3 separate regions of the Mus musculus genome follow, and regions 1 and 2 are each linked to region 3. Evidence: chromatin contacts called from public HiChIP or PLAC-seq and promoter capture Hi-C data. All regions are on one chromosome and are shown on one strand. Each heading gives the region's core, a stretch centred on a gene start, on an enhancer-like site or on the middle of the called end of the contact. The rest is flanking DNA. Distances are from core to core; before and after follow the strand shown.

The links. HiChIP or PLAC-seq counts read pairs in DNA pulled down with a chosen protein or histone mark. Capture Hi-C pulls out chosen DNA fragments and counts their contacts.
Region 1: a promoter capture Hi-C map of adipose tissue shows a contact between it and region 3. The contact joins the promoter of Usp4 here to the promoter of Traip in region 3. A contact is called at or near these places in 2 of 39 promoter capture datasets (hematopoietic stem and progenitor cells and neural stem cells), 1 of 484 Hi-C or Micro-C datasets (B cells), 1 of 115 datasets of contacts at active chromatin or transcription factors (bone marrow-derived macrophages) and 1 of 9 other capture datasets (adipose tissue).
Region 2: an H3K4me3 HiChIP or PLAC-seq map of bone marrow-derived macrophages shows a contact between it and region 3, with 5 times the contacts expected there. The contact joins the promoter of Klhdc8b here to the promoter of Traip in region 3. A contact is called at or near these places in 4 of 39 promoter capture datasets (cranial neural crest, liver and pre-B cells), 1 of 115 datasets of contacts at active chromatin or transcription factors (bone marrow-derived macrophages) and 1 of 9 other capture datasets (liver).

The regions. Positions count from the first base shown.
Region 1 is chr9:108,346,428-108,349,772 of GRCm38.p6, reverse strand. It overlaps Usp4 (ubiquitin specific peptidase 4 (proto-oncogene)), which reads right to left and starts at 1,942. Exons shown (of 22, transcript NM_011678.2): 1 at 1,755-1,942. The coding sequence starts at 1,855.
Region 2 is chr9:108,451,170-108,454,485 of GRCm38.p6, reverse strand. It overlaps Klhdc8b (kelch domain containing 8B), which reads left to right and starts at 1,685. Exons shown (of 6, transcript NM_001359428.1): 1 at 1,685-2,169; 2 at 3,095-3,316. The coding sequence starts at 3,235. It also overlaps a transcript of Ccdc71 not described here.
Region 3 is chr9:107,948,736-107,952,493 of GRCm38.p6, reverse strand. It overlaps Traip (TRAF-interacting protein), which reads right to left and starts at 1,531. Exons shown (of 15, transcript NM_011634.3): 1 at 1,322-1,531. The coding sequence starts at 1,419. It overlaps Camkv (CaM kinase-like vesicle-associated), which reads right to left. Exons shown (of 11, transcript NM_145621.2): 11 at 2,803-3,758.

The sequences.
Region 1 (3,345 bases), core at 693-3,192, 400 kb before region 3:
CTAATTAACTTTGGAGATGGCGGGGGGGGGGGGGGAGGTGCACCCTCAGTATGTAGCCCAGGATAGCCTTGAACTAGAGAGATCCACCTGTGTATGCCTCCCAGAGGCTGGGATTAAAGTTGTGTGACACTATGCCTAGTTAGGATTTAATTTATTTCAGTTTTTCGAAACATGGTTTCTCTGTCTGTCCTGTCTGTAGACTGAGCTGGCCTCAAACTCTGAGATCCACCTGCCTCTGCCTCCCAAGCGCTGGGACTAAAGATGTGTGCCACCGCTCCTGGGCTGAGTTTTTCTTTTTAATTATGCTTTGGTTATGTGCCTGAGTTTGAGCATGACTCCCAGTGCCCACGGAGGTCAGGGGAGTTGCTATCCCTGGAGCTGGAGCTTGAGTTACAGATGGCAGGGAGGCACCAAACCCGAGTGCTGGGCCTCAGACTCAGGCACTGCAAGAATAATCTAAGTTCTCAGATGCTGAGCAGTCTCACCAGCCCATGAGCAATCATTTCAAATGGACTCTTTCTACAAGTAAAACTATGTTACTAAGTTATTAATCACATTACCCACCACCATTTTTTTTTTTTTTTTGAGACAAGGCTTTTACTATGTCACTGAGGTTGGCCCTGAAATTTGGCAGCAATACTCCTCCAGGACTAAGACTACAGGCATGAGCATCCAGACCAACCTGAATATTCTTTCTGTGTCATCCCTTTGCAGAATTTCTAAAGTACCTCTCTCTATTTGTCTGGCCTTTCACTGGCTCAATTTAAACACCATAAACTACACCTAGACCACACCCCAAACACATAAGTTCTGTTCTCTTTTTCAGTCCTCATATTGGTCATAATCAATGAGAAACCTACCCTATTATTTGACTCCTACACAGCAGCACCACCCAGGCATTTCTCCCCGACTGGGGAGTACAATCCCTTCTAGTTAACAATCTCTTAAGAGGCCTCATATTTGAATCTGCTCTAGTAAACCTGGAACTTTTTTTTTGGGGGGGGGGTGCTGCTCACTGTATGAGACCAGCCCTGAACCTACAGCAATCCTACAGCCTCTGCTCCTGCAAACCAATAAAGCATATGCCAGCGTGCCTGGCAAAGTCTTGTAACTTTCGATCTTCTATTTTGCTCCAGGAGTCAAGCTCCCCTCCCTTCCCCTCCCCTCCCACTCTTACATCTAACTACTGCTACAATTGTCCCGGACCATCTGACAACTGGCTTCTAGTTTTTGGCTTTGAATCCTGTCCCACGGTTTACAAGTTACAAAGTATCACAGTTTACAAGTTACAAAGTATCCACTTCGGATCCTCTCTCCACGCCAGGAGCGTCCTAAGCCACAAATTGCTACCGAGGTTTTAATTGTTAAGGATCGGAGGTGTGTAAGGGGTGGAAACTTCCCCCACCAAGGTCACCATCAAGCGCCCAAGTCTTCGGTGGTTAAGTGCTTTCCCCCACCTTCCCGCTCCCGCCGACCCCAGCGCGCCCCCTTTTCTATATTCTACACCCCCTGTCCCCGCCGGTCCAAGACTACTGTGAATCCGAATGGACCGGGACAAACCCCACGCCTGTCAGCGCTGTCCCCCAGCTGATCCCGGGGTTTCTTTCATCAGCGGCCGCTGTCAAGCCACTCTTTCAGACTCCAGGCACCGCCCCCGGCCCGCCTCCACCTAAAACTGAGGACAGAGGTCCGGCCTGAGGGCCAGCGAGCCGGCTAGACGCTCTGCGCCGCAGGAGGGCAGGGCGGACGCTCACCACTGCGCCCCACGTTGGAGCGTGGTCCCCATCAAGGCTCCGAGCTCCGTCTTCTGGGTCTCCACATCCGGTCGCTCACGGCTGCCCCGGCCTTCCGCCATCTCGTCCGCCGCCCCGGCCCAGCCGGCCCGGACATCCGCCTAGCGCACGGCGTGCTATGGGCCGCGCCCACGCACGCACGTAACCACGCACGTGCGCGCGCCCGGCACCGCCGTCGACTTTCGCCTCTTCTCCCCGCCCCCACGCGCTGTTAACCCCCCCCCGCCCCCTCCGGAGCCGAAGCGGACAGAAGCAGGCTGGACGCCCAGAGGCGGCGGCCACATCCACCCGTGTCTGAGCGGCTCCTGCGATCTGACTGCTGGCCCGCCCTCGACCCATCAGTCACTCGCTCCATCCTGGCCTGTGAGGTTAGCCTGATGCTAAATCCGTGCAGGAGGAGCCTGCCGCTTGCTTTTCTTGTTTCCACTCGGTTCCATGCGGCTTTCAGCAAGACTGCCTAAATGCGAGATTGAATTTACTGCCTCGGCAGCCCCTGTAGCCAAGTGCACACGGACGCATTGAGATCTGGACTGTCCGGTGTGGTCCAGCCATTAATAGTTGTTTCAAACAAGGGCCGGCGCGATGGCTACGTGGGTGACAACTGGGTTTGATCCCCAGAACCCGTGTAAAAGTGGAAAAAGAAAACTGACTCTTTAAAGTTGTCCTTTGTTCTCGACACAGACACTGTGGCACGCGTTCGCCAAACAGGCACACAATAGTGAAATTTGTTGTTTGTTTGGGACAGGTTTCTTCTAGCTGCTGTCCTGGAGCTGTTTATGTAATCTAGGCTAGTCTCGAATTTAGGCCCATTTGCCCTTTTCTCCAGAGTGCTGGGATTAAAAGCATACATCACCACACCTGCAAAAAACAAAAATAAAGTCATAAATAGACGCAAAAAACAAAGTTGTCTTAAACAACTTTGTATCCTGTCAGCCATCCAGGTCAAGGAGAGAGTAGCAACCACCGAAGCCGACAGAGGTCCAGGCATCTTAATTTTTTCCTGAAACAATGATTCCGTTTTCTTCCGGGCGGTGATGGCACAGGCTTTTAACCCAGCACTCAGGAGGCAGAGGTAGGCAGATCTCTGAATTCGAAGCCAGCCTGGTCTACAGAGAGAATTTTAGGACAACCAAGGCTACAAGAAACCCTGTCTTGAGGAGAAGAAGAAGAAGAAGAAGAAGAAGGAGAAGGAGGAGAAGGAGGAGGAGAAGGAGGAGAAGAAGGAGGAGGAGGAGAAGAAGGAAAAGGAGAAGGAGAAGGAGAAAAGGAGAAGGAGGAGGAGGAGGAGGAGGAGGAGGAGGAGGAGGAGGAGGAGGAGGAGAAGGAGAAGGAGAAGGAGAAGGAGAAGGAGAAGGAGAAGGAGAAGAAGAAGAAGAAGAAGAAGAAGAAGAAGAAGAAGAAGAAGAAGAAGAAAAAGAAAAGATTGCAAGTCTTGAAAATCTTGCTCTGGAACAGGTTTAAAAGCATGGTAGAAAGCCATCTGTGGAGATGCCCGGGCAACTGGTGAGCTTTTGCTTTTCAGGCAAATCCTGTTTTGTTTCGGTTTTTTTTT
Region 2 (3,316 bases), core at 436-2,935, 500 kb before region 3:
TTTGGAGGAAGAAGTAGCAAGAGACGAGGTGGCAGATAACAAGGCAGTGGCATCTGGGGACAGATGGCTTCAGAATTCAGAGGGAGCAGAAAGAGATAGCCTTGACTTAGACTGGGAGACATTAAAAAGCAGATGCTTGTAAGTGGTAAACAGTAGGAAAGCAAGCAGAGGGGGCTTAGAACAGGGACAGTGGGGAACATGAGGACACGAGAACATGGGGTACATACCAGAGCCCCAAGTGAGGAGCAGCCTGAGGATGGGAGACTTGGCACTGAGTGGTAGAGAAGGGCCCTTTAGAGTCTGTGCAGTTTGAGGCCAGTCTTTGCGCCATCATTTCTAGACATGCCCTTCACTTCAAACTGACAACCACTGAGAGAGCTATAGGCTCTATTTAGTCATAAAGAAGGGTTCATCCACATTTTGGACAGTCAGAATTTTGGGCATGCAAAGGCATTAGTACTGTATGATCCCTGGGGATGTGAAGGTGGGTTTCTTAGGTCCCCTTGTTCTTGGGAGCAGTAACAATATAAGACCCATGTTTCTAGTCACCTCCCAGAATCCCCAGGTTGCAGTTACCCACGGTGGTAACTGATGGTACCTCCTTTATTGGCTGCTTTCCTTGGTCTTCTTGCTACTTCTCTGCGGGTGCTTCCTGGCTTCACCTCCTACACTAACCACACACACTTGTGTCACTGCCTCAAGATCTGCGTTGGGAAAATTAAGCTAAACACTGTACACAAAAGGGTCGGAATCAATGAGCAGACACAGACAAGTGCAGGAGCTGTTCACACAAGCTTTCCAACTGGAAGCTTCGGCTGATCAGAATGCTCACAAGATAGGCTGAGCCAAAGTGTGAATCAGAGGTAGGTGGATGCAGCTGGTCTTTGCTACTTTGTGGGTTTTTTTCCCACCCTTCATCCCCCAGTTTCAACCCCTATCACTAGATAGGAGAGAAAGAAGGATAGAGGGGAGAGATAAATAGAGGTCCTTGAATCTAATTTCTTTTGACAACTAACAAACTGCAACTAGTCCCCTCCCCACTGATGGCCAACAACCACCCATCCACCCCCCAGGGCTCTCAAACTTATATCCTCTGAGAAGTACCCAGAATTCCAAACATAACACAATCACAGAAACTATGTGCAGCTGGCAAAACCCTGCTTTTGCTAGAACACAGGCAAATCGTAGTCAGCTGCTGGGAAGCAGCCCCGTATCTCCACACCTGGCATTAAAACAAAAACATATTCCTATACGATTTCTCTGATGTTAAAAGAAATCAAAATTTCAGAATTCTCACTCCAGGGGAGTCTTTGTCACACCAGTTTGCTATCACATGACCACGGAGTTGGCTAGAGATGAGCTCTGTACCCTGAAGATGAACAGTCACCCAACCTCTGAGTAGTAGCCCCAGAGTAGCATTAGGCAGAGAGACTCCTGGCATCTGGCTGATTGTGCACATCCACTGCTCGGATCGAAGCAAAAATAACCTACTTTTCTATAAAGAAGGTCTAGATAGGCCCCAAGGCTAGTACAGTCTGCCCCTCCACCCTACAAGCTGCTAGTCTCCATATACACTAAGGGATCTTTTCTGTGTCCTGCTTTGTGTCATGGTTAGGACAGCTCGGCTGGGCTCCCCAACCAGAGGCCCAGGCTACAGCCCTAGTGGCCTCTAGGGGGCGCCGCTGGGAAGCTTGTGGTTTGGCACCTCCAAGCTCAGTTGTGATGGGCGGACTCCGACCCCTAAAGGCCCCAGGTTCCACTGGCTAGCCCCTGGCTGATTGTACCCAGAGTGGATCCGACTCACAACGACACCCGCCTCCGATCCCACCATACCGGTGTTGTGTTGCTCGCCGCTGCCTCATTTCTATCATCGCCCCAGGTAGAGCCCTAAATCCTGGCCGGCCGGATGTCCATATGCCTGTCTGTTCATTTTGGGTGACCGTGGGTCGGTGCGCCCTACTCCTGCCGTGGCATGTGCAGAGTTAAGGCGGGAGGAGGTTTCCCCGAATCTGGGGAGGGGGGAGCGAGGGGCGGACCCGGTCCAGCCCCGCCCCACGCCGGAGCGGTGCGGGAGCCCCACCAGAGCCCAGCTTCAGCCCTAGCCGGAGCCAGCGGAGGCGGAGGCGGAACAGCGGACCCCGTGCCCTGGCGACATTTGAGATCCAGCAGGTGAGTCCCGCGGGAACCTCGCGCAGGGGAAGTTTGGGGCATGAAGGATAGAACCTTAATTAAACCCACTAGCCAGACCCGCCCCCCACTCTCCTTTGAGTTGGAAGTTTGGGGCCAGGAGGCCGTCCCTGTTAAATCCCGGGACTGAGAGTGGAGACCCCCAGCATACACATAGAGACATAGACACAGAGAGATACACACACAGCAAAAGGGGAGGCTAAGGAATGTGCTCTTGGGTGGGGGGTGTCAGGAATCCAGCCGTTTATTCCTACAGGAAAAGCCCTGGACTCAGGGACCTTCTAATCCTGTGCTCAAGAGATTCTCTACACCAGCCTTTTAAAACCTCCTCAGCAGGGAATCTGCTGGCATCGCCACACCCATAAAGGATGGACTTCAAAGGGAGTGTGGAATCCTGGAGTCTAGCCCCTTTGGGTCTCGCATATGAGACTGGCCTTTTGCTGATATAAATGGTTATACCTTGTAGAAGATCCTTCTTGTAAGGACTACAGGATGAGGGACCCTGATGGCTGGACCCAGGTTGTTGAAGGCACACTAGATGCCAGTGTGTAGAGGATGCAGAACTCTCTTGGAGCACTGAGATAAGACTTGTTGGGACAGGAAGCACGCTAGGATGGAGATTTGGGCTCTATCTTCCCTTCCACTCTAAATTGATCAAGTTACTATTTGCTAGTTCTTAAGGTTGGGGAGGGAAGAATCCCTCATGTTCCCACAAGAACCGAGAACGCCTTCTGGGTACCTGGAATCTATTCTTCCCACTATAGAAGGACCTTCACCAGTAGAGTGTTAGTCAAAGGTGTGGGTCTTTCTGCACGAGTGGTTTTGGGCCTGGCCTGCCTTCAGCTACATGTTGTTCATCTGTTTCTTGACAGTGGCCCTGACCCTTTGTTTTCTGCCTCCCCTCCAGGTCAAGGCAAGATCCCTTGGACTGGGCAGACACACCCATCCAGCCCTGACAGAATCAAGATGAGGCCTTATCATGTCCCCCCAGTGAGGCCCACAGCCTGAGCAGATACTATGGCCTACCACGGGCAGTGAGCGAGTACCATGGCTGCAGGAGGTGGTCGGGCCTTTGCTTGGCAGGTGTTCCCCCCAATGCCGACTTGCCGGGTATATGGTACAGTGGCAC
Region 3 (3,758 bases), core at 282-2,781:
AACAGCAAACAAAAAGACAAGAAAACCCCCACAAAATCCAACAGGTGGAACAAGATAGAAAATACTGAATATGACAAATTTCATCAGTAAGCTCACACTTAAGGCTTAAAAAGGTTCAGTTTAGTACCAAATTTTTAAAGCCAAATATGATTTCAAGAAACAGACCTAAAACATAATTACACAGGAAAGTCCAAGGTGAAAGCTTAGGGAGAGAGCAGGTGATACAAAGTAGCTTTAGTGGCGGGGTTACTTCTAACCTAACTACACAATGGCTCCTTAGGAATGGAGCTCAGGCCACACAACACTGTATTATGTGGTTTTGTTTGTTTGTCTTTTTGACACAAGGTCTGGGAAAATTCAGGCTGACTTTTGCCTTACTTATGTAGCTGAGACTAACCTTAAAACTCCCAATCATTCAGTCTCCACACTGTCCCTCCTCCCCAGCCTGTACTGGGATATGCAACACAACAGACTCTAAGGTCGGTTTTAAACAAAGCTTTGCAAATGGGAGACACCCAGAAGTGTTCACACCACTTCCTGCTTTGTGGGCCCTATTGCCCCTCAAAAACCTCCCAGTCTCCCAAAGGAGACCTCTCTTCTACCTTATTTTCTCTTTGGTTGGGAGCTTTGGATCAGCCTGCTCAGTTGCAAAGGGACTCTTTCGTCACCCACAAGACAACTGAACATCAGGACCCCTCGACGACAGGAACACACTTCCTTGCCATTCCAAGTTAAGCCAGGTGTACTGGAGTGTCTGATCAACGAGGTGTTTCTGGATAGAAACAATCCAAAGCATTCCAGCAAACGACAGACCCTTAAAGATTGCCAGAAACCTATCAGCATAAATTGGTCTGTTTCTTTTTTTGTTTTGTTTTGCGAGACAGGGTTTCTCTGTATAGCCCTGGCTGTCCTGGAATTCACTCTGTAGACCAGGCTGGCCTCGAACTCAGAAATCCGCCTGCCTCTGCCTCCCAAGTGCTGGGATTAAAGGCTTGCGCCACCACCGCCCGGCTGTTGGTCTGTCTCTTGACTCTCAAATAAAATACAATAGCTCGTTAGTGCAGTAAAAGCTCATCTTCGCTCAAACTAATAGTTTTGAAGTCATTTCTTAGCGCAATAAAGAAGCACTCTTTCACCGTGGGCTACCGGTATCACTTCCACCTGGCCCACTTCGGCCCAGGTTGGAAAGCTTCCGTGAGGCTCCTCTAATGTCGTCGTCACTTGTCTTAGTTCGGAGGAGGGATTGTCTCTAGGCCCGACACCCCCATAGCGTCTAAGTGGTTCTAGGACACGCACGGGGCCCTACACCGCCGTCACTCACCATTGCAGATGAAAAGTGTGGCCACAGTGGATGGCAGCCACGTCACGGGAGTGATCGAAGAAGTCGGAGCAGATAGTGCACAGAGCGCGGATAGGCATGATGGCTCGACTCAAGCAGCCCAGGGAACCAGCTGCCAGCGACAGACACAGTTTGGTGGCCGAACCGGCCACCGCTCCGGTTCCTTCAAATTTCGCTCCACCGCACGACTTCCGGTAGTGAACCGGAAGGAATAACAAACCCACGCCTGAGTGCTTCCCTCTGATTGGACAAACTTCGGGGCGGGGCGCTGGAGGGCTGTGATAAGCAGCCCGCCAGCCGTGCGGAATCCTGGGATTTAGCTCCTTCGGGTCTCCTGGGAGTGGGTCCCTGTTTCTACCGCAAAACCCTGCGATCCCCTGTGGCGTAAAACAGTGAAACTACAGTCTGACCCCTATCCCTGCTAAGCCGGGTATTGTCTCAAGCTAGAGCCGGTGCGAAGTGAACCAGACCCCTTCTTGCTGCACTTCAGGGCAGTCAAATAGACTGGAATGCCAAGAAAAGGGGATGATGGTACCATGGCTATGGAAAGTAATAGGCCATACGCTGGCAGCCCACAGTTCCCAAACAGAAAGAGGGCTCCCCACTTTCTAAACCTTCTACTATGGATCATCTTGGAAAGGTGGACACATTAAGTCCTAGCCCTTCGAACCACTACACTAGTCCTGGCTTTATTCAAATATGACCTAATAACCTTTGAGATTAGGTAGACACTGGAGCTAGTAATTTAGCCCTTTCCTCCCAGAATGCCTCATACCTGAGACTGTAGGATGGTGATTTTGGAGGTACAGATGCTTCAAAGACCAGGAAATAACAAACCCTCTTTATTATTCCCACATCAGATAATTTAAGGTCCTCCCTGAGAAAGGCCATCTTGAGTTGAAGCGAGGCTCCTTAGCGATTTTTACGGTATCGTTAGCAGTATTACTCCCTCAGAAGAAGCATACATAACTTTATAAAGTAGGTCTGCTCCAGCCGGGGAAGACAGAATGAAATCTTTTTGGTCTAAGTGGAAAGCACAGGTATTCACAGGAAGTAGGCATCAAGAAGCACAGAACTGTTGTGCAATCCCACCCTCTCCCCACTGTGCCCACGCGCAAGGTCACTTCCTATAGTGGTTGGCCCTGAGTAGATTCCACCTCTAAGTCCAAGTTAAGACAAAGGCTCTTTGTCAACAAGAATCGGAAAAGCGTCAGCCCTTCGGCGCTCAGCTCGGGATAGTTTTTAGCTGAAACACACCACTCTCGTGGGATTTTTAGCGTCCAGAGGAGTCCCATCAACATCATCCAGGTAGACACTGGAGAAGGTGACCTCCACTCTCACTCCAAGCAACACACTAAGCATCAACCGCTACCCAAAAACTGATCGTCCCACAGCCTCGTCCCTCCCGCACTGCCTTCCATAGGCTCCTCCCCAAGAGGACAGAGGAAGCAAAGGCAAGAGGGTGGCCAGAGGCTTTGCAGGGTGACGTTTATTTGCCAGGTTCAGTAGGCACACAGTTAGCCCACCAACCTTCACATACCAGAGCAGACCCACAGGCATGCAGGGAGAAGGGCAGGACCACCATGGAGTGCCGAGCAAGGGCAAGGACCAGCGTGGCTGCCTGTTCAGGCTGTGGTAGGGTCTGACCAAGGGCACCTGCTGAGAGCATCCCTCAGGGAGCTGGGGAACTGTAGTCTACTTCCTCATCCCAGCCAGAGCTACTTCACATGGCTGAGCAATACCTCAGCCTCTGATGGTAGACAAAGAGGAAAAGCCTCCCCATATCGCTGCACTAAGAGCAGAAAATCTGCTGCTGTGAAAAGCATGCTCCCAACGCAGCCTATGAGGTGCTGCCACGCCTCCCTGGGAGGAATAGGATTTACTGCCTGAGCCTGCATGAGGTGGCTATGGCAAAGGTCTCTTTCTTGGTAATGGCATCTAGGAAGACGATGGGGGGATGGGGGGACACCAGCCCTCCCTATCCAGCTCACAGGAAGGAGCCAGATAGGCTGGGGCACTGTACTCTGTTCTCCTAGGCGTCGCTGCTGTGTCCGACATGTTTCTCTCTTCCTTTAGAGTCTCCTAAGAATCGGGATACAGAGCAACCCGCTACAGGACTCAGGAGGCTATGAAATAACACAAGGATCTTCAAGAGGGAAGATCGCCACCCCCACCCAGGGAAAAAAGATGGAAGCTTCTACCCATTCTCTCTCCCACTTCTGAGGATCCCCACAGCTAACATGCAATGCCTGCTCCCTACCACGTGACCAGACTTGACTTAAAGCACACTGCCCTAGGTTTTCTGCATCCTCTCTTGCACACTCCTAGAGCAGCCCAAACACCACAGGTACACACCTTCCCGTGCAGGAGCCTAACACTGCTGACAGGGCCTCGCTGGAGGACCAGCTCTCAGGGCAAG